6 separate regions of the Mus musculus genome follow, and all the other regions are linked to region 1. A link is a contact called in public Hi-C and HiChIP or PLAC-seq data. All regions are on one chromosome and are shown on one strand. Each heading gives the region's core, a stretch centred on a gene start, on an enhancer-like site or on the middle of the called end of the contact. The rest is flanking DNA. Distances are from core to core; before and after follow the strand shown.

What was found. A called contact is a pair of places that touch in the nucleus more often than the background predicts. HiChIP or PLAC-seq counts read pairs in DNA pulled down with a chosen protein or histone mark.
Region 2: a contact with region 1 is called in an H3K4me3 HiChIP or PLAC-seq map of forebrain, with 7 times the contacts expected there. The contact joins the enhancer-like site here to the promoter of Celf2 in region 1. A contact is called at or near these places in 1 of 39 promoter capture datasets (the C10 cell line), 2 of 484 Hi-C or Micro-C datasets (cerebellar granule neurons and cortical neurons) and 3 of 115 datasets of contacts at active chromatin or transcription factors (VIP interneurons, embryonic forebrain and forebrain).
Region 3: an H3K4me3 HiChIP or PLAC-seq map of forebrain shows a contact between it and region 1, with 6 times the contacts expected there. The contact joins the enhancer-like site here to the promoter of Celf2 in region 1. A contact is called at or near these places in 1 of 39 promoter capture datasets (hippocampal neurons), 1 of 484 Hi-C or Micro-C datasets (neural progenitor cells), 6 of 115 datasets of contacts at active chromatin or transcription factors (astrocytes, embryonic basal ganglia, embryonic forebrain and 2 more) and 1 of 9 other capture datasets (embryonic stem cells).
Region 4: a contact with region 1 is called in a Hi-C map of cerebellar granule neurons, with 3 times the contacts expected there. The contact joins the enhancer-like site here to the promoter of Celf2 in region 1. A contact is called at or near these places in 1 of 484 Hi-C or Micro-C datasets (cerebellar granule neurons), 6 of 115 datasets of contacts at active chromatin or transcription factors (craniofacial prominence, embryonic basal ganglia, embryonic forebrain and 3 more) and 1 of 9 other capture datasets (macrophages).
Region 5: a contact with region 1 is called in an H3K4me3 HiChIP or PLAC-seq map of forebrain, with 4 times the contacts expected there. The contact joins the enhancer-like site here to the promoter of Celf2 in region 1. A contact is called at or near these places in 2 of 39 promoter capture datasets (the 3T3-L1 cell line and hippocampal neurons), 8 of 484 Hi-C or Micro-C datasets (cerebral cortex, cortical neurons, forebrain and 1 more) and 8 of 115 datasets of contacts at active chromatin or transcription factors (SST interneurons, astrocytes, embryonic forebrain and 5 more).
Region 6: a Hi-C map of cortical neurons shows a contact between it and region 1, with 2.2 times the contacts expected there. The contact joins the enhancer-like site here to the promoter of Celf2 in region 1. A contact is called at or near these places in 3 of 484 Hi-C or Micro-C datasets (cerebral cortex and cortical neurons), 9 of 115 datasets of contacts at active chromatin or transcription factors (astrocytes, bone marrow-derived dendritic cells, effector CD8 T cells and 6 more) and 2 of 9 other capture datasets (adipose tissue and liver).

What each region holds. Positions count from the first base shown.
Region 1 is chr2:6,883,253-6,886,837 of GRCm38.p6, forward strand. Celf2 (CUGBP, Elav-like family member 2) reads right to left here and starts at 1,744. Exons shown (of 14, transcript NM_001110228.1): 1 at 1,600-1,744. The coding sequence starts at 1,706.
Region 2 is chr2:7,349,505-7,353,089 of GRCm38.p6, forward strand. It overlaps a transcript of Celf2 not described here and the pseudogene Gm24340. Among named protein-coding and RNA genes, the nearest start is that of 5031426D15Rik, 420 kb to the left of the region's middle. Within about 2 kb of position 1,912, at least 8 of the 459 cell types and tissues checked have an H3K27ac peak or open chromatin away from gene starts, as enhancers often do. A contact at or near this core is called in VIP interneurons and forebrain, where this site is marked.
Region 3 is chr2:7,310,096-7,313,680 of GRCm38.p6, forward strand. It overlaps a transcript of Celf2 not described here. Among named protein-coding and RNA genes, the nearest start is that of 5031426D15Rik, 380 kb to the left of the region's middle. Within about 2 kb of position 1,891, at least 38 of the 459 cell types and tissues checked have an H3K27ac peak or open chromatin away from gene starts, as enhancers often do. A contact at or near this core is called in astrocytes, embryonic basal ganglia, forebrain and 1 more, where this site is marked.
Region 4 is chr2:6,487,122-6,490,706 of GRCm38.p6, forward strand. No RefSeq gene overlaps it. Among named protein-coding and RNA genes, the nearest start is that of Gm52546, 11 kb to the left of the region's middle. Within about 2 kb of position 1,805, at least 12 of the 459 cell types and tissues checked have an H3K27ac peak or open chromatin away from gene starts, as enhancers often do. A contact at or near this core is called in cerebellar granule neurons, where this site is marked.
Region 5 is chr2:7,232,763-7,236,347 of GRCm38.p6, forward strand. It overlaps a transcript of Celf2 not described here. Among named protein-coding and RNA genes, the nearest start is that of 5031426D15Rik, 310 kb to the left of the region's middle. Within about 2 kb of position 2,054, at least 21 of the 459 cell types and tissues checked have an H3K27ac peak or open chromatin away from gene starts, as enhancers often do. A contact at or near this core is called in SST interneurons, cerebral cortex, cortical neurons and 1 more, where this site is marked.
Region 6 is chr2:6,545,638-6,549,222 of GRCm38.p6, forward strand. It overlaps Celf2 (CUGBP, Elav-like family member 2), which reads right to left. Exons shown (of 14, transcript NM_001110228.1): 13 at 1,405-1,576; 14 at 1-38. The coding sequence ends at 1,449. Among named protein-coding and RNA genes, the nearest start is that of Gm52546, 69 kb to the left of the region's middle. Within about 2 kb of position 1,669, at least 66 of the 459 cell types and tissues checked have an H3K27ac peak or open chromatin away from gene starts, as enhancers often do. A contact at or near this core is called in adipose tissue, astrocytes, cerebral cortex and 2 more, where this site is marked.

The DNA.
Region 1 (3,585 bases), core at 494-2,993:
AAAGAGGATTTTCATGTAAATCTATTACTTATTATTTTAATTTCAGTTATTTTACATCCAGTGTGGAATAAAAATGGTTTCAGCATTTGAGAAGTTTGAACCAGATTTTTCCATATTCTCTCCTACAGTATTTTCACCTTAGAAACCAGTTTATCTTATGAAATGAAGGGCATCCGAATACACGTGAAATACTTGCCTTTCATAGAAATGCAGTTTGTAAGAATATAAACATCAAATCAAAGATCAATATATTCCATCGAAACCTTTCACTTAACAAAGTAACAGAACAATAGTTGGTGACCAAAATTGGAAAGGCAAAAGTTCTTATTCTTGGATTTCTAAACTGCTTGTCTGTGGATGCCAAAGGGGAAGCTAAAAACTAGGAATACTGATTACTTGAGCATTAAGTATGTCCTTCTTAACTTCTCTTTTATGCTACATTCCCTAGGTCCAAAAAAAGGGAGCATTTAAAATCCTCGGCGGTAAATACTGTAGAAGCAGGTCTGATCAACAAGGCATTTGCCACAATGATAATAGTATTACAAGCATCCTCAATCAATAAGTTTTCTTTCTGTAGTTAACAGAGAGGCAAGCCATAAATCTCTAACTTAATCCAGCCAACATAACTGCAAAATGCAAAAAGCTCTGAGAACGGCAGATAATAAATTTTTAAAAGCATAAAACCACAAATAAGCAGACCCAAAGCTTCCCTCTGATAGTCCACACAACAAGATTATAGGAGATAAAAGGGGGTGCTGGAAAAAAAAAACAAACAAACAGAAAACCAGCCCCAGACATGCATTAAGCTAGTTTGACAGCTCCATTGTTCCACCGGTCCCATTGTCAGACCCAAAGATGTATTCAGTGCTACAATGTCTGCTAGCAAATAAACAAAAGACTGCATTTTTAAAAGCAGGATGCCAATTCTATCATAATTCTCTCTCCGCTTCCCAAAAGGTCAGCTGTGTCTCCTTCTCGGTCTATGATAGAACCCCACCACCCATGCAGGAAGCAGGTATCTGCTTTCCCGCACAAGAGGACCCAGGACGCCATGCATGAACAGAGGTCTCCAAACAGGTACACATTTTGGCAAGCAGGATAAAGTGATCCAAACCTGATAACACGAGAGGACTATTTAGGTGTCTAAGTCCAGATTAGAGTGGTATTTGGAACGCAAGTCTAATATGGAGTCTCCTCAGCTCCTTTTTCGATGATTATTCCATGCAGAGTGCATAATAATGAAAGAGGCTTAGACATTGCAAAGGAAAAGACGAACCAACAGCCAGATTCGGAACCCTTAAAACATCCACTGGCTGCTCATAGGTAGCGGGGAGCAAATGCATGGTCTGCTTTCAAAAGACAACTAGTACACACACAACTCCCTCACAGCAGTCCTTCTCCTTTCTCTCCCTGGCTTGCTCGCTCTCCCTCCCAATCTCTTGGTCTCAATTTCATTTCCCTCTCTCTGTTTAGATTCTTTTTTCTCTCTCTTTCTCTTCTAAGATAAGGAAGCTGCTTGATTCAGGGCAAGATTGGCGTCTCCACCAGCTCTCAAAACTAGAAAAGCCTATGTTAAAAACAAAGGACCCAACAACATACCTTAAAAGCAGCTCCTCATTTCTCATAGTAACAGCGGATTTGGGACAGCGCATGCTTTCTACACTGATAGTCTCAACAAAAGCCAGTTCAGAAGTGCGCTCAAACATCAATGCCACAGTCGCTATTCACTAATGCGCCCCCTCTCCTCTCTCTCTCTCTCTCTCTCTCTCTCTCTCTCTCTCTCTCTCTCTCTCTCTCTCTCTCTCCCTCTCTCCTCTCAAATGCTGAATAGTACAGAAAAGGGCTCCTGCAGACTCACTGGGAAGAAATAATCCTCTCCGACAAGTTATGTTATCTAGGCATGTTTTTGCACTGGTGTGCTGTGTCTTCTAGAGAGAGCTTGTTTGCATGCACTCAAGCCTGGCATTGGATCTCCTAATTACCATCTTAAAAACTGGGAAGATTTTAAGCAACTCAGTGACATGTGATTTCATATATATATATATGTGTGTGTGTGTGTGTGTGTGTGTGTGTGTGTGTGTGTGTGTGTGTATGTTAGCAAAACCAATCTCACAGCACAGTTCACTATCAACTATCAGCAGAGCATCCCAGAGGACTGAGATTTGAACAGGTCAGTGTGCTCAAAAGGATTTTTGCCTCTCTTTTCTGGGACACTGCATTCACAGTTGGATTCATCTGTTCCTCTCCTCTTGTCCTTAGAAAGAGTGACAAGGTCAAGACCCTCAGCCTCACCCTGGACCATAGATGCAGAGAACAGAGGCTAAGAAACTGGGAAGTGTTTTAACTCTCTGTATGCCAGAGTTCTTATAAATTAAGAGCTTCATTCACCAGAATCCAGGCATCAAAGCCAGCAGGCAACACAAAGATTGTTTGGTCGCACTGAATGCGTAATTGACAGATACAGCAGCTTCATTCCTGAAAGGCTAATGAGTGGCTTTTTTTCCCCAAAACAAGAAAATTTGCTACTCTGCTTCACTATATTCTTGAGCCTTTGAACATAAAGTGGACCAGAGAAAATACACATTCCCCTTTCTGTTTCTTTGAGTAGGAATCATTCCATAAATAACTAGGAAGTCAAACAGTAAGTTAAGCACACACACACACACACACACACACACACACACACACACACACAGAGAGAGAGAGAGAGAGAGAGAGAGAGAGAGAGAGAGAGAGAGAGAGAACTCTATGGACTGCACACATAGTCATCCAAAAGGGCAAGTTCGGACGTCACTCCAGGGGATGCACACTGACCTTGGAAGTTGGGAAAACCCTCACTTTCTATGGAATAACCTAGAACATTTCAAAACAGACCTGAGTCAACAAAGACTGGTGTGAATCCTGAATGCTCACCCCATCCTATATCGGCACAAAGTGTATCTTTCCTAGTAAAATTCTGGACTTGAAATATAACCGGGACTAAGAGTGAAGAAAATGATGGTGGGTTTTGTTCTCCCCCATATTTGAGGACCTTAAATAATATACCCAGTATCTTGTAAGATCTCTGACTTTTGAACTTGGTCTTATCCACAGTCGGGAGATCTGGGGAGAGTGTAGAGGGAAGAGTTCCTCAGGCTCTGCTACACAACATTCCTGACTGGTGCATCCTAGACTATGGAAACAAAGAAAGGATAGACAACTGCCATTCCCATTTCTACACATCACTAAGACATGGCAAACCACTTGACAAAGATCAAGTCCCAAAACAAGAGCCTCATCTTAAGGACAACTCCATCATCCCAGGTCTTTGCTTCATTACACGATATGAAAATCACCAAGTGAACATATGAGAAGGAATGACCTTGCCAGGGAAGGCTACTGTATGAAATGCAACATGCTCCTTTGAAGTGGGAAAAGTTCATGTAAATGAACTTGGAACTGGAGAGACCTTGAGGAAATAGACTGTGACCTTCTTCCCCTTATGGCTTGTGGGAGTGTCAGAGCAGAAGGCTCTTGACCTCCCTGTAGCTCTCTTTGCCCTGTAGTTAAATGGAGCCACCAACTGCTAATTTATTTTAAAGCACG
Region 2 (3,585 bases), core at 662-3,161, 470 kb after region 1:
ATATGTAAGAGTTTTATTTTGACTTATGGTTGCAGAGGACTAGATGTCCATAATTGTGAAGAAGGCCTAGCTGCAGAGGCAGGAAGTGGAGAGATCTCATCTCAAGCACACACAGGAATATGAGAGAGTGAACTGGAAAGGGGGATGAGGTTAGAGATTTTCAATATCTACTCTCGTGACTCACTCTCTCCACCAATACTCAATGAACTAAGGGTTCCATAATCTCCCAAAATAGCACTGCCAACTGGGGACCAAGTGTTCACATGAATTTAGAGGAGTCATTCCTCTTGTAATTCACAACCACCATGCAGGGGTAGTTTTATTTTTTACCACCTAGGACATTCCCATTTCCTGATGGATTCCTTGCAGGATGTGACTTCTCCAGCTGATAACATGACTACACACTGTTTCCATGCCTTTACTATACATCCTTATTCTTGCCAGAGCTGTTATCTTCTCTGTCTATGTACTCTAAGATCCGTGGCTGTTCAGACATACCATTATTCCATTGATAGCCAAGCAGGAGTACCTGACATCAGTTAGAATGCTTCTCCACTTCAGAGATGCTCAAAGAGAATAAGAATGATACAATGGATACTTATACATATACTAAAATTGGAACAATACAGAGATTAGCATGGCCCCTGCACAAGGATGACATACAGATTCATAAAGCATTCTGTAATAGGGAAGAAAAGAACAACACGATGTAAACCTCAGCACTCACATGTCCTAGGAGGGGTCTAGTAAGGTGACTGATCAAAACTCAGAGTAGCTGGGGAGGTAGCTTGGTAAAGTGCTCGCCATGCAAATATAAGGACCCGAGTTCAATTTCCAGACCCTGTGCAACAGCATGGTGCATTATAGTCCCAGTGCTGACTAGGTAGAGACAGACAGGTTATTGACCTACTGGCCACCCCAATACAATCAGCAAGATTCAGGCCAAGGGAAAGAAGCATACAATCTCAGAAAAACAAGGGAACAAGATGGACAGATTGACAGCATCTTATGAATGACACCAGATGTTGACCTCTGACCTCTAGTTCTCTCTCTCTCTCTCATGTGTGAAAGAGAGAGAGAGAGAGAGGGGTTAAAAAATTGGTGATATGAACTGCTAAAACAGGAGACATGAGTAGGCACGAGTAGACATGAATCTCCTGTATATCACTGCAAATCTTTCCCACTTAGCTTGTTTACTGCCGTGACCTTGAGGAGTCCTGGATTCTCAGCAACAACTCCCCTCCTTAGAGCAAAGTAAACAGTGATAATAACAGAGTATTAGTGAGGCACAGTAGGACAGGAAGCTCAAAAGAGTTCCTTGAATTCAAGTCATTCTTTTTACTTCCTCAAGGTCATTTGATTTCTTTTTTTGTTTTAGTATCAGATTGACTCACACTTGTTTTTCTTAATTGTTAAATAAAAATACTCAACGGTCATGCATGGCCCGATGAGAATTACGTTGGAAGATAGCCAGGTTTTAAGTGAATGACCTTTAGGCTCAGCAAGGTAGACAAGGGCATGACCTCAGGGGTGAGTTACCATGGGTTTCCATGCTTTTCATAACAGCCTGACTTCATGAGTCCTCTCAGGTAGTGGATGCATTGCAAATGCAGACACAACTACGAGAGTTTGACATGATGATTATAAAATATAATTTATATATCATCATAGAGTTCATCATAACTACATATAGCCCTGGGGGAGAGGGAGTTCACTTGTACAGGACCCAGTCCTTAACAGCATCTTCATTTTTGCCTATTGATTTTTTTTTTAAATTTATCTCTGCACCATATTTGGTTCCTCTTATTTCCTTTGTCTCTTCAGATCTTTTTTCAAGTCAAATGCTACAGGCAAGGCAGCTTGGTTCTGCCTGCTATTATGCATTTACATAACCTGTTATGTAATTCCTCATTTGTCATAAATGTTAATTAGCTGTGCTTTGCGAGTCACACGGAGGTTATCCCGAGTTGGCTGATGAGGAAATTGAGGGAAAGATTGATTGGGAGCAACAATTTGAATCGCAACACATAGTGACCTCATAGCAATTCAGGACTTGGCACCCATGCTCTGTGTTCCATGGTTTGGGGCTTAAGTGACAGATCTCGCTAACTCTAATTGGTTTCTTTGAAGAAGGAACTGGGAAACATGTCACCAATGCCCTTCTTCCCTACTATTTCCAACCATATAAGAATCGCCCCTGGTGGTGATCCACAGCCTTCCTCCAGCATCTCCCCTTAGCCTCTCAATGTGTGCTGCTGTTGTGTGTAGTATATGCAGTTGTTAGTGAGGGTGTCTGTGTACATGTGTGGGCAGGTATCCATACATATGCATGTCTAGTGGAAGGCAGTAGATGTCTTTCTACGATGCCATCCATCTTCCATGTTTAGTTTCTGAGACGGGGTCTCTCAGCAAACCTAAGGCTCTTCAATTCTGCTGGACTATATGGCCAGTGGGTTTCAGAGTTGTGCCTGACTGATCGCCTCTCAGCCTCGAGGACTGAGGCACGTCCTCGGTCTTTGCTTTCACTAGGCTTTCTTGAACAGGAACGTTCCAAAAATCCCATAATCGCTGTTCTACTTGAGCTGCCTACTTTCCTGCACGTGTAAGCAGGTGTCATGTCTGCGTTGTTTCTGTATCTTCCGGTCCTCGTTCGTTACGCAGAAGCGCCTCAGAAGCTACTGCTCGCATAGAAAGGAATACTCATGTCAAGTGCTGGCTTTGCAAGCGTGAGGAAGTTAGTTCAATCCCCAGACCCTCCCAGCCCCCACCCCAAAACCCCAAAACAAAATAGAACCCTGGTGTGGCTGCAAACGCTTGTAACCCTGGCCCTTGGTACGTAGACAGCCAGATTTCTGCAGAGGGATTGTTAGTGAGTCCCAACCCCCACTGAGATCTAGCATCAAAAACAAAACAAACTGCAGATGCTAGCTGAGTTTTTACATCTGGCCTCACGTGTGTTCATGTACTAATGTGACCTGAACACATATACTAGAACACACACACAAGCGATGCATCAACATACACACAAGAAAAGATACTTGGCCCAGTGGGTATCAGCATTCAATAGGTCAATTATGGACCTGCCTATTCTGAGAATAAGTTCTATGAATAGATCATAGATGATAACTAGCTACACTTCAGGGTCAGTTCTTTCTGGAAACTTCCCCATTTCCATCACTCTGAGCTGAGTGACCCATCTCATTCTAGAACAAACACAATTTAAAACTTTATTTTGCATACATTCCCTGAGGATCCCAGGATAATATCTTCCAAAGCCCTCAGGAATTCTGTGTACTTAACAAAGAATATGAATGAAACCTTCAACAATCCATCAGGAGTGGATAGCTCTGGGGTATTTGCAGAGGCAATGGCTGATGGAAGAGCCTCTGGCAAGAGAAGAAATCTAGACTTTGCTCACCTAAATTACTTTTATTCCATTTTTGGAGTCAATATAGAATATGGTGGGGCCTGTAGCTCACTACAGAAAGTTCATAATTTAAAATTATAAGGCTTTACACCAAGTCAACCACCGATGATGGTTATATAGACTACTTAGCACCATAGGTGTTCTTTTCTGTGCTCTGT
Region 3 (3,585 bases), core at 641-3,140, 430 kb after region 1:
CTTTAGTTTTCATTGTTTTTCATTATTAATTCTGAAACTCAGAGCCAGAGAAGACCTGCCTTGCTTTTTCCTGGAGAATGTGTTGATGTTCAGCCATTTCTGTGGGTGCATTTTTTAAGCTGAGCTGCAGGGGATGTCATGTGTTGCAGTCATCGCCATGGAAACCATTGTTGTTGGATGAATAGAACAGTTTTAAATCCTTGGTAATGAGCCTGAGAAACTAAGTAGGTCTTCAAGTTTAAGTTGTTTGGAAGTGGTTCATATTTCACACAGAGGCAGTGAAGGCAGAAGGTAGAGGGCAAAGGAGGGGAGAGATGCAAATAAGATATACTAACGTTATGCTATACTTCCACTTGATCTTCTTAATGAGACACACATACTGGAAACACACACACACACACACAATGCACAGAATTAAGCTTCTAGCACTGAACAATACTTCTATTCCCATTTAAACCAGCATTTCCTCATCACTTCTCCCAAGCCCCCACAACTAAGAACAATAAATAATTAGAAGGCATTTAATTATGAGACTTAACTTGTTTTGAGTGTCTTGAGGGTCACAGTGTCATCTCTGTCTGATTCTAGGTTTATATTGAGCACATTCCATAGACTGCATCTTCCTACACTGTAACAGCTTCAAGGACTTTGGAGTACAAGAATCCCATCTTACAGTAGTTATTTATTTAGTTGGTTTGCTCTTTGTTTTGCTTTTAAATACATATGCTTATTAGTTATTTCAAAGGAGCATATGCTGTGTCTCTACAAAATTCAGCATTCTTCCCAACTCTTCTGAAGTCTGCTCCCTATTCTATATTCATCTACATTTATACCTTCATTCCTTTAACCTCTTCCAATGAGCTTAATTAGTGTTGGCTCTATAATCCTGGGAATTAGGCCACTCACTGCAGCATGTTCTATATAGCAGGGCTCACACCTACCGGCAGCTATCACTTACCAATACTTCCTCAGTTAGGCATGAGACTTGATGGGTACCTGCCCACTTTGTGCAGAGATTTTGTCTGGTTTGAGCACGTATGGGTCAAGTAGATGCTGTTGCAGCCACTGTGATTTCATGTGTACAATTATTCTGTTGTGTCGAAAACCACTTTTTTTATTAGTTATCCATGGCCTCTCTATCCTATGTCTACCTCCTGTTTTTAATGATATCTTAAGGTCTCTCTTCTCATTTTCATTGCACACATCTCTAACTTCCATCCCTCCTCCTGCCCCAGACCATTATAGGCAAAGTGTCTAACACAGAGGTAGTTTGGAAAAAGACTAGAAAGGGCAAGGAGGAACGGGGAGGCTTTACTCTCCCGGTGGCTGGTAGATTTCTATTAGGTTCTTTCTTTGCTCTGTAGACTCGGTGATACACATTCCAGGGCTTGGGGATAGAAACTGCAGCTTCCTAGATGTTTACAGGTTAACCTTGGCATTTTCTAGGGCAGTGGTTTTCAAGGTCCTTAATGCTACAACCCTTTAATACAGTTACTCATGTTGTCGTGAGCCCCCCCCACCAGGCCTAAAATTATTTTATTGCTATATCATAAGTGTAATTTTGCTACTGTTATGAATTATAATGCAACTGTTTGATAAGCATTGTTGGTTATCAGATATGTGATTCCCCCCAAGGGGTCCTGATCCAGAATCACTGCTCTGGAGGTTAAGAGGGGGAGATAAGAAGGAAAGACACCAAGGGAAAAACTTTACATTCTGTCCTGTTATGGTTTCGATTTGCCCGGAAAAGCTATTGCTCAATGGAAAATCTGAGAAGGAGATTGTTTTTCACAGCAAGAATCTCAATAGCAATGTGGGACAGAGAGATGGCATTCATGCCCTAACTGGTAATGAAAGGAAGGGGAGGGCAGGGAGGAAGGGAACACAAAGAAGGCAAAGAAAGAGGGCAAAGGAACCTTTCAGAATTAAGGATCGGGTGGGCAGTTCAGTAAATGAGTCCCTACCTCCCCTATGAAAGTGCCACCTTCCTGTGTTCCCTGAGAGACTCAAAATGACTATTAGAAAGAATGTTCTACACTCAGACTGCTGGAGTACAGGTCTTAGCTCTACTACTACTTGAGGCAAATGACTTAATTTTCTGGGTGCTTCGGCTTTTATCGTAGGCAAAAGTAATTACAGCACAAAAGAGTTGCTGAGAAGATTAAGGACACAATACACAGAGATATTTCTAAAAACCTCCTAAGACCCAGGAAACATCCTTCGAAGGAATGGTGTCTGGTTCTTCACAGAGCTGGAAGGTCAGGCATGGCTGCAGAACCAGTAATTTAAATCTGATCTTTCCTCTTTCCCTGGGCTACAGGGGCCATGGAGAAAAGTGATACCAGAGAGTGGGGATGTTGCTTTAGAGCTATTATTGCTGGAAATCTAGCATCTCTGAAATCCTACCCTGCTAACAACCTTCGTAGCTGGGGAATTCTCCAAGGGAATTCTGGGCACAGGCCTACACCAATGTTGGTTGGTGTGTTTGGATCCCTTTATTGAGTATTCAAGTTAGAGCACGAGCTTTAGACGGCTTAGATTTTTCCCACTGACTTTAATGTTAAGATTGTATCTAACTCTCTAACTGGGCGCCACAAAGGATCAATTCAAGAAGGCGGCAGCCAATAGCTAGGTGCTGGGTTCTAGTCCTAGACCTCAGTGACAGTAGTCCCATCTCCCATGTCTCACCATTCAGTTCCTTAGCTTTATTGTTCTCCTTCCCACTGTTCAGTCGAGATACTCAGTGTTCTAATTTCTGGTCTTATTTATTGAGAATGTCTCAGGGCTAAAATGTAACTCCATGAAGAAAGGGGGCTCCACACTGCTCAGAGTCTTGGCAACTAAAACAGTGGCTGGGATAAAGAAGGCAGTTAGGACGTATTTGTTGAATGAACTGGAAGGAAAGCCCTGGAAGATGACTGTGCACTTAAAACATAACACCCTAGGCATGTGGTAAATGTCATCCCAATAATTAATTGTCCTGTAACAAAAACCAATCAATTCAACTAATCTTCTACTGCAGCTAGGTTGGTGAATAGCAGAAAATAGATTCAAACATCTACTTAGGTGTCTGGTGGAGGGAAGGGAGGCTAAGAATTCCTTTACACTTAGGAGAAAATGGTGAGAAGAAGGAGTCTGTAATGGTTATTCTTCTTTGCCCATTGACTGAACTGGAATTATCCAGGAGACACACCCCTGGGTATGTCTTTCAGGGCAATTCCAGATAGATTTAGCTGGGTTGACAGCCTAGAATGTGTGAAATGGGGCAGGAGAGGGGGAGCTAACTGAATAACGGTGCTCAGTTCTCTTCTCTTTCCAGACTGTACTTGCAGTGTGGCCAGGGGTCTCACACTTCTGCTACATCCTTCCAACAATGACAGACTGCATCCTCTCCAACTGTGAGGAAAATAAACCCTTCCTTACACTGTTTTTGCAAGGTATCATGGTGCAGAAATGAGAGAGGTAACTAAAACAGGATATAATAAAATTGAAAACGTTATCTTCACTCCGACTAGAGCAGAAACGCATTGTGTCAGAGGATCCCTCTGTGATGCTGCTGTAATGTGGGCACATGTGTGCATGCAT
Region 4 (3,585 bases), core at 555-3,054, 400 kb before region 1:
GGGTGTGGGCCCTCATCCTAACTGTCTGGAAGCCAGTATTCTGCTAGAAGCCTTCAGATGAAGATGTAGAACTCTCAGCTTCTCCTGCACCATGGCTGCATGATGTTCCTGCCTTGATGATAATGGACTGAACCTCTGAACCTGTAAGCCAGCCCCAATTAAATGTTGTTCTTATAAGAGTTGCCTTGGTCATGGTGTCTGTTCACAGCAGTAAAACCCTGAGGCACTGACATGCATGAAGGCCTGGGTTCCCTCACTAGTGATGAGAAAACAAACTGAACCAAAATCAAATTAAAGGCCTATGTGTGCACCAGTTTCCCTGCAGTGGAGACTGAGAAGCAGTGTGTGCAGGAGGCATCTTACAGATGAGAAGCAGTGTGTGCAGGAGGCATCTTACAGATGAGAAGCAGTGTGTGCAGGAGGCATCTTACAGATGAGAAGCAGTGTGTGCAGGAGGCATCTTACAGATGAGAAGCAGTGTGTGCAGGAGGCATCTTACAGATGAGAAGCGGTGTGTGCAGGAAGACAGAAGACAAGGACTAATGAATCAGAGCTCTGGCCAGGGCAGGAAGTGTAGGGAAGATGAGGGTACACATCTGAATCTGAGCTATTCACCTCTCATCAGGGAGCTACCAACAAAGTGGCCTGGCAGGACCCCAGTTCCCGAAGAGCCAGGTCCCAACTGCAGGGGAGCTGCCCGGGGGAGCTGAGAGATGTTCTCAGCCCATCTGGGAAGACTGTCTGCCAATTCTTAATGATCTGCTCAGTGTCCCAATGTCACCTACTCTGTGAATCGTTCTGGATCCCCACAGGCAGAAGCAGTCACTTCTCTGGGCTCTCCAGGGCCAGCCCTGGCCTCCTTTCCTGAGTACACTAATAGGCACAGGTTGTACTTAGCCTTTCCCACTGTCCCCTGTGTCCCTGGGGCAAACTCCACATAGGAGCTCCAGTCCCTCTCATGGCAGAGACTTAGTCATTATGCAGTTCATTTCCCCAACAAGCCATAGTTAAAGCAGAGTGTGGACAGATGGCCACACTGTTGGGCAGCCTTGGCCCTCATGGGGTATCATGATTGCCATCTTTACCCATGACCAGCTACGGCCCCAGCAGAATAGAGATCTATGTCCATGGTCACCTGAGCCGTGATTTGGCTTCCAAATCCTCTTCTCAAAATCAAAGGACAGCAGGTCTCAGGGCAGAGAAGAGTTCAGAGGGCCCTTCCTACATTTTCTTGGTCCCTTGCACTCTCCCTTGGAAGTGAGCATATCTTGCGGGGCTCCTGGCTAGAACGGGAACTGAGGGCGGAGACCATCCTGCTTTGAGAGCCTATGGGACAGGACCTGCAAGGCAGCAAGCTCGGGCAAACCTCATGTACATGGCAGGGAGCAGGTGGCCGGAAGGTCCAGGTCCCTTTGGAATCCTCCCTCTGCTCAGGTTTGGGAACAAACAGCTTCCCATGCTGCGGCGCTGTTGCTACTGAGACCAAATGGCCACCACCTTGGACACATCCCCGTGCCCAGCTTCCTCTGCGGGCTCACCTGGATACTGTTCTCATTGCGTTTACTTTGGAAATCAGCTTTCAGTGGAGCATGTGCCGACAGCATGCTTCTCGAAGCTGGCTCGTGAAATAGAGTCAGAGCCAGAATGGGCTTGGCAGACATGAATTTCAGAAGGTCCTGGTGACGTTCCCACGTTCCCACTGTGGGGGCCAGGGGCTGTCAATGGCTGCTTTGGGCAGATGGGACCAGGAGTTGCTGGGAGGCCTCTCTTTGCAGTTGTCTCCCACTTAGGGCAGAGCGATGAATGAAAGCATTCAACAAGCGAGGTGTTCTGAGCCAGGGCCCATCTGCTGCTGCGTAGGCTGACTGTGTGCACTATCCAAAATAGATTCCAGAGAAGTCTCTTCTCTGTGTGTGTATATATGGATGCATATGCATGTGTATATGTGTGTTATACATGTACTATATGTGTGTATGTATATGTGTGTTATGTGTGTATGAGTGGTATGAATGTGTATGTGTGTGCATGTGTTTATGTATGTGTGCATGTATATGTATATGAATGCTATGAGTGTGTGTGGTATGTGTATGTGTGAGGGTATATAAGTGTGTGTGCTTGTGTGTATGTGTGTGGTATGGTATGTATGTGTGTGTGTGGTGTGGTATGTATATGTGTGTGGTGTGTATGTGTATATGTATGAGGGTATATATGTGTGTGTGCTTGTGTTTATGTGTGTGCATGTGTGTGTGTGGTGTGGTATGTATGTGTGTGTGTGGTGTATGTGTGGTGTGCATGTGTATATGTATGAGGGTATATATGTGTGTGTGCTTGTGGGTATGTGTGTGCATGTGTGTGTGTGGTGTGGTATGTATGTGTGTGTGGTGTGCATGTGTATATGTATGAGGGTATATATGTGTGTGTGCTTGTGTGTACGTGTGTGCATGTGTGTGTGTGGGGGGGTATGGTATGTATGTGTGTGTGTGTGGTGTGCATGTATGTGCATGTGTGTGGTGTGTATGTATGGTGTGTGTGAGAGACTATGCTTGCATGAGCATGTGGAAGCCAGAGATTGAGGTTGGTTGTCTTCTTCAATTGCTCTCCAACTCAGGTTTTGCTTTAGGGTATGTCAATGAACCACGAACTCATCTATTTGGCAGGCTGACTAGCCCACAAACCCCAGGGACCCTCCTCTCTTTACCTCCTTAAAGGAGGGATCATGGGTATATATCACTGTGCCCTTCTTATGTAGGCTCTGGAGATCTGAACTCAGGTCTTACCGACTCTACTTGGGATTTAATGTGATGCTTTTCCTGATCTTGGGATTGTCTAGAGTCCATGAAATCAGCCTCTTACCTCTGGCCAGACATCAACCACCAAAGCCATCTAGCTCCACGCCAACCAAGTGGAGATAGGATGAGCCCAGTGGTGGCCAAACTATCCAGAGCCACACACCCTCCTGGAACTCTGCACCAGAGAGTAAAGTGCAGTTGCCTGGCAGAGTCCCTCCTTCTCAGACTCACATGGCGCTGAGTCGCAAGCCCTATGCAATGTTGCTGTAAGCACAGTCTCCGTGGGCCTTGTGCATTTGTGAAAATGTGAGCAGCTAGGATTCATCCTACACTCCTGGACTCCTGGAGTAATGCTTGAGCCTACGTAGCCCAGTCTACAACCCCTACCTGTCTGCAAGCTGGAGACTGAGGTGCAAGGTCATGTGGATCATTAGGGAGCAGTGCAGGACCACAGCTCGGTTTCTGACAGTTGTAAGCATCACACAGCCAGCCGGTCTCTCTGTCTCCTCCAGCAGTTACCTCCTGGGAGGAAGCACTGAGGAATTTCTTATCTTTAATGTGTGTGGCCACAGGTGCCCATGCAGAGCTTCTGAGAGGACCAAAGCTGGCTGTGGCCGTGAAATCGTGGGCACATGGGAGAGTGACCTGCTGGACCCTGGGTATTAGGAGGGATCAGGTGTTCTATGCATGTCATAAAGTTGCATTGCCCACTGAGAAAAAGATGGCATCTGAATCCAGATACAAAACAAGGAGGCTGACTCATCCTGGCTTCTGCATGTGCCAGTTGGTAGACATC
Region 5 (3,585 bases), core at 804-3,303, 350 kb after region 1:
CATATAAGGAGTTTTTTCCAAGAGAGTTCATGCTCACTACCAATTGTCCCAGAGTTCTGAAAGATGACATGTGGAAGCTCATTGACGAGCCTTATCATGTGGTCAAATGACAGGACATTGTATTCTTTCTCACCTTTCCTGCTAAGTCAAGGTTATCTTTAAGACATCATAACTTCATTCTTTCAGAAGATGTTAAAAATGGAATTGTGCTCACATAATCTACAAGGTGAAGCTTCTAGATATCTTTGGCTGTGAACAGCACCAGAACTGCTGGAGGAGTCAGGTAGAAGCCACTTAAAAGGGAGTAGAGGGATATAAAACCCATTTTATCCTCTACCTGTCAGCATCCATATTGACATCTCTAGGTAGGGAAAAGGTACCATGTCCTTTGCTCCATATGGCAGAAATTTTGGTTCATATTAGTCTTGAGTAGAGTCTAAAATATTAATTTCTTTAATTTTTGTTTAGCTTTGAGAATGAAGCCTGCCTAAACATCTGTGGCACCTGAGAGCAAAGATAGGAGCCTGGGGAAGGAAGCCTTGCTGGGACAAAAACAACAAACAGGAAGGCTACTTGTATGGGAAGCACGGTTGGTGCAAAGCATCTCACCGTAATCCCTGCGGCTTCTCATGACAACACCAGCAAATATGTTTTGTCAGTATCTTTCCATGCTTCAAGTAAACTGCGATTCTAAAATGTGCAGCACAGCCTTTCACTCCTAGGAAGGGATGCAGGTCCCCACCCACTGCTTCTCACTTACACTGCATCAGAGGTTTGGCCAGAATTTAGAAATTTTGCTCAACACTCTCCCCATTTTTCATTATTCTATGTTACAGACTAGTACTCTCCCACTAGTGGAAGAATTCCACCTGTGCCATACTGAAAACCTTGAGGAGGGCCTGAAAGTTAAATGTGGATATTCTTCCAAAAAGGAAAAGGATGGGGAGTGAGTCACCAACATCTCTGCTTACATCCCCGAATCCTACAGTTCCAAATTTTCTTCAAAACATATTTTCCTGCCAGTGTTTTAACATCTTAAGTATATGTAAGTATATTGTGATGCTTTAAGCTATTTACCATCAGAATGGCTGGTGCTGGCATCAATGCTATTTTTCCTTGCTTTTGGAGAGCTTCTAGAATTTTTTAAGGGAACATTTCTAAGTGCCATGGCCTCTGGTAACAGCTTTGAGGTAAGATTTTGGGAACAGGGATGGCAAAAGTCCTAGTGTGCTTTCTGTTGCTGTGATAAACACCATGACTAAAAGCATCTTGGGGATAAAAGGGTATATTTCAGCATCTATTTCCCAGTTGTCACAGTCCATTATAGAGGGAAGTCTAAGCAAGAAGTCAAGGCAAGAAGCTAGAGGCAGGAACTGGAGCAGAGGGCTCTAAGGAACATTCCTTACCTAATTGTTTCTCACAGCGTGCCAGGATTGCATTTTTATCATGCCCAAGCCCATGAAAGGCACTGCCCACAGTAGGCTGGACCTCCTCAAATCAATTATTAAGTCAGAAGAAAATACCCTCAAGGATCTTGTCTACAGCCAAATATGATGAAGGTGTTTTCTCAATGTAGGCTCCATCTTCCAACCTGACTCTCTATTTGTGTTCGTCTGACACAGAACTAACCAGCACAATGAATGAGTCCTGAGCCCTTTGAGTCACTTCTGTATATAAAGACCACCAGGTCCAAAGGACAATTTCAAAATGCAATCACATGTTGTGATGAGTGTTTTCTTTAGCTATCATCCTGCTTGCTCAAGCTCACCAAGAGTTTGGCTCTGTTTCTAATGAGAAAAGGTGTCTGTGCTAATTTAAAGTCTTCCGTTTAGAAAAAAAAAAAAAAGTTCCAAATGTCAGGCTGAACCTGAAAGTGATTACTCATAGGAATAAAACATGATGAGTAGGTATTTGAATGGATGTTCACAGCTGTTTTCTCTCTCTTTCTAAAAGACATTCAGTGAGAAAAGTTCAATGCGGTACCACGGTCGCGAGTCGTAGGGTGTCTAACGTTGGCAGTTCCAAATTAGAGCTCCCCTGGCAACTGTCACTCTGTGACATCACATTTTATCTAATGAGGCACAAAAATGTACACTTTGTGAACTCCACAGCTCCTTCACAAGTGCAGAGAATGAGAGGTATGGGGAAAGTGGGAGCCATCTGTTTGAAATCTTAGTTAGAATTTTCACCTTTGCCTGGTCTACCTGCAGTTATATTTTCTGCAGTTTCATAGTCAATAATTCTAAGGTGTTGAATTTGCTGTAACCACTAGCAGATATTAGTTAATTCACCCCCCATGCCATCTAGCCCATCCTTGTTAATCTGTCACCTAACCCATAAGACCTTCTGATGTTATTAACAGGTTCCACACTTGCCCTTGTTCAAATTTGACTTCTTAATGAAGCCCTACTTTAATTACTACAGAAGATCTGGTTTTGACTAGTCACTTGAGTCCTGTCACTATAATGAGGAAAGGGGCTCCACGTGTTTGGCTTCTGACTCTTTACAGTTAGGGGACCAGTCACCATTGCTTAGAGACCCTAGTATGCGTCAATCAAGATGGTGGGTATATCAGGGTTATTTTCTACCCAGATGGCATACTACTTCTGGTCTAATATCTAACATAATGAAAGAAAAAAAAAAAGACCAAGTTGGTGAAGACTGAGGATGCTGGGACTGTCTTTGCAATTGCTCAGTGTGCTTCTGTAAGGCGCTGTGTGTTTGTGGATACACCCTCACACTGAAGATGTGAACTGAACAAGCACAGATTATTCAATTCCTTCCCCCACACAGAATGACACAGATGGACTGATTAAAATCATAGGTCTGTGCTAAAGCAAAATTACTGCATTAGAGGAAGCATTTGGGGAAAGTGGGCGATGGGCTAGGAGAAAAAGAACAAACAAAGGCAGATGGAGTATCTTGGTTGGCATATAATTATTCTGTTATTCCTTTATCATCTAACTTATAAAATGAGAGCACATTGAATAATATAGTAAGTAGGATTCATCAGTAGTGAATAGTCAACTAAAACTCTTTGAGGGATGAAACGACTAATGTTCTTGTTTAACAGTCTTATGGAAGGCAATTTTTCTTCCTCAGTTGTGCTTCCTAATGGCTTGCTTAAGCAAAGACCTGGTGAATGTTAAGGCATCTTTTGCAGTATCCAGATTTCTAAACCATGTACCTTCAATTCATTTTCCAATATGGAGGACATGAGTCTTTCCAACATTCTCCCTGGAAAGCAGTTAACTTCAAACACACACACTGTTCCTTTTATAAGCAAGAATGGCTACTCTTAAAGTATTGCTTAAAGTATCTAAGCAATCCACAGAGAACACAGTTAGAGTAATAACAATGTACAGTTTATGTAGCAGAAGGCATAGAAAGATATTTATCCCAAATGATATAAAGAGAGTGTGAATTAAATTTAAGAAGGTGAAATTTTAAAAAGAGGTCAAAATCAATTGGTAGGTTCTCCTAGGTGTTCCAGATCTAGAGCAATTTAAAGCCCGTGGGACAATTTACTCAATCATGCTGAAGAGAGTTCTCAGTAACAGCAGCGTGGTTTATAAGCGTCAGGTT
Region 6 (3,585 bases), core at 419-2,918, 340 kb before region 1:
CATGCTAGGCAAACGATGACTAACGGGCATGAAGATGTCTGGGGAGAAAACAAGGGAGAGTCAGAAGTTACACAGAGTCTACGCAGCAGCAACGTCACTTTCAAGGGTGCGGGAGAAAACTAATGCAAATCTTGGGTCTTCAGGGAGTCTATGAGCCATTCACATAATTTGCATTTCTTACACTCTTTTTCCACAGCACAATGAAACCCCAAGAGAATCCATCTGGAGAGAGTGAGAGGGGATGGATTCTGGGTGTTTTGGGGTGAAGGACTAGCAAGGGACAGCGGAGAGGGTCCAGTTTGAACAAAGGTGACATATGGGGAAGTCAAGACAACTGAATCGTAAACTAGATAATGGAAATTACAAACAAAATAATCAGACAAATACAAACGACAAGAGGGAAAAGCATGAACTTTAGGTCTAGGGTTCAACGGTGAAAAAAGCCCATTCCTAGAACAATTCCTCTGGAGACTACTTCAGAAGGTTCCAGCTAGACAGAGAACTGCTCTTAGATACCCAATAAGTTAACAATAGGCAATAAATAGCTTCCAGTATTTCTGAGGCAGTAAAAATTTTGTATAAAAATAGAAATGCTTTTTTACAAATAAAATTTACAGGCCTGTGGCTTTCTTTTTTATTTATGTATTATTTATGTATTTATTTATTATTAAATTTATCTTTCAAGAAACATCAAGTATTTTCACTCATTTTTATTTTATTTTTAAACCCTGTAGCTTTAAGAAACAGATCTCTAAATCTTTTTTTTTTACATTAATCCTTTCTAAAAACAAAAATAAAACAATAACAAAATAGACAACCAGTGTAATAATCTGACCAATAAATGTCATGTTTCTTTGAACCCTAAAATAAAATCCTACTTATATTAAAAGAAACCAATGTAGTGGGAGGGTGTTTTGTGGAGTTTTAAGTGCTTCTCCTGGCTTCTCCCTCTGCTGGGCCACCACATCATCTCTAACCGTGGGGCCCTCTGAGGGGCGGGCGGGCGGGCGGGCGGGCGGGCAGGAGGGTGAGTTCTCCAGGCAGTGCTCTCGGGGCACCAGTGGTTCAGAGTTAGAACTGCACATTAGTGTTTGCTTGCCTTTCACATTCTCAAGATGTCATTTACTTGTTTATATGTTTTTCTTTAAAAAAGCAAAACAATTTTTTTTAAAAGAGTAAGGATATTCAAATTGCAAACAAAGAGAATACAGTGGCACAACCGGAGGAGGGGTTTACTCAATAAAAACAAGGTAGCCCAGGTTTTAATTATGGCAGATTGGGTGGGGTGTGAGTGGAAGAAATGGAGGCCTTATTGTAAAAATAACCGTCTCTCTTGGTAAAAGTTGGCATCGTGGTCCCTCCTCTGCCTTCCCTGTTCAGAACAGGCTGGCTTGTGGGACTTACCCTAAGAAAGCTAAAATAAGAGCAGGGAGCTTCTGGGGTTAGGATCAGTAAGGTTTGCTGTCGTTTTTGGAGCGTTTCAGCTGCACCTTCAAGCGTTTCATGCCGATCTGAAAGCCGTTCATAGCCTGGATTGCAGCTTGTGCAGAGACTGGATTGTCATAGCTAACAAAACCTGGAAAACAAAGGGGAAGGAGGTAGGGAGGTCAGAGTGAAGGGGAAGCCAAGCGGAAAACAGGGCTGGCGGGGCTGGCCTGCTGCTGGCCGGCAGTGTGACTGCAATGCTGAGAGGTGCCCGGCCTAGGATCTGAGCTGGGCTTTGCTAGGTTTATACTGTCCCATGCAGGCACCATGGACAGCAGTGGGCATGCCAACTGGGAAGTAATGAAAGAGCTAGTTCCATGGAGGACAGAAGCCTCCCCACAGAACTACAGCTAAGTCTCTCTAGTGAACTCCGTCCCTCTATGCAGTGCTTTGAAGTCACACCTGTTTGTTTTACCACACCCCAACTCCCGCCAGGGGTCCTTTGGAAAAAATCCTCAGAAGAGAGTGAGTACTATAGATACTCCTAGACAGTCTACACAGGGCTGGCTGCGTCAAGATGAGTCAACCACTGACTTAACTGAGTGAGAATAATCTATACTAGCTGCTTAACGTTTCGGAATTACTCTTCAGACAAACGGAGGGAAAGGCCACATGCCTTTCTCTTTGTCTCAGGGCTTAGTCGGAGTCTCTGCATATCCCAGTTATTTGTATCTGCAACACTAAGCCGCCATCACACAGACAGGGCATGCCTGCTTTTGAACAAAAACGAATGATATCCTACAAAGAGTCAGGAGGAGAGAATTGTGGTTGCGGTTGTCTTAACAGAGTAGGAGGCAAGTCAGGAGTACCAGCATTGCTGAGGCAAGTGGTGAGCTTTTCATGATTTTGAGTGGCGACAGGGAGCTATCCCATAGATTGAGTTTCACTCCAAACACCAGCAATTTGGAAGATCCTAGCATCTTCACCTATCTACTACCATTACAGTTTAAAGCTAAAGAGAAAATTCTTTTACAAACCAGTGGAGGGGGCAAAGGGCATAAACCTTCTTTGAGCAGAGTTCTCAGCTGATAAAAAGGCAGGAAATCTTTTCATAGGTAGGCTGAATTGCAAAAATTATTGTTTACATTTTTACTTAAGTCTAATTCCCAGTAAAAGTAACCTCAGATCCAAGACTTTCATCTGGTGTGACTCCTTCTCTCAGGGTCTTGGGTAGAAGCGGTAAGATGATTGGAGAATGGGATGGGTCAGGAGTGACATGAACGGAAGGATGGGTAGCAACTCCGTAACTAACCCCGGGCACTAAGACTGTACTCGCTCACCAAGAAACCCGGGAGGCAAAGCTTTTAAGACAAACTGAAAATACATCCCTGATTCTCACAGCCACAGTGTGTATTATTGGAACATATTGGTTAAGTAGACTGACAAAATCTCTTTTTAAAGTAATGTTTCCTCAAATCACAAATACCTTGTGGTATAGTCGCTTTTAGCCTCCAAATAAACTGAGAACAGTTATGTAGCTATGAAAAATGTCAGTCTAAAGGCCTGCACAGGAAGCCTTTCCAAAGGCGAGCTGTGGCTCTCACGTGCATATACCCCATGTGACCGCTTGGTTTCCATGTTGCTCCTCAGCTGTTACAGAGGGATCTTAACAGTCCTACCACAGCAGTGCAGTGGGTCAGGCTGACAGCCTTTCTCCTAGAGTAAAAGCTGACTTTCCAGAAATGGGTGCTGCATTAATTCTTCTAATCCCTGAGGTATAGACCTTCCTGGATGATGGAAGAGCCTAGCAGCAGAGCTGTATGAACCAAAACATTAGCTAGCAGTCAGCCAAATAAAGTCTGAATTTCCAGCTATTTGAGAACCACCCTACTTTAGATATTTTTCTTTGTAGTACATACATTCCTATATCTTTTGGCCCATATATTATTTAATAAAATGTACTGCCTCCCACAATGTGAACTATTAAATTGTACGAGTGATATTTGCAAAATACTGTGACACTCTCTGAGCTAGAGCTTGCTAAACAAGGCTCTGAATACCCTGGGTTCTTAACTTCTATGGGGGCTAAATCAGTCAGACAAAGATGTCATGGATTTAACAAGTTCTGTTCTGGTACAGAAACATCAGGACATGAGTTTT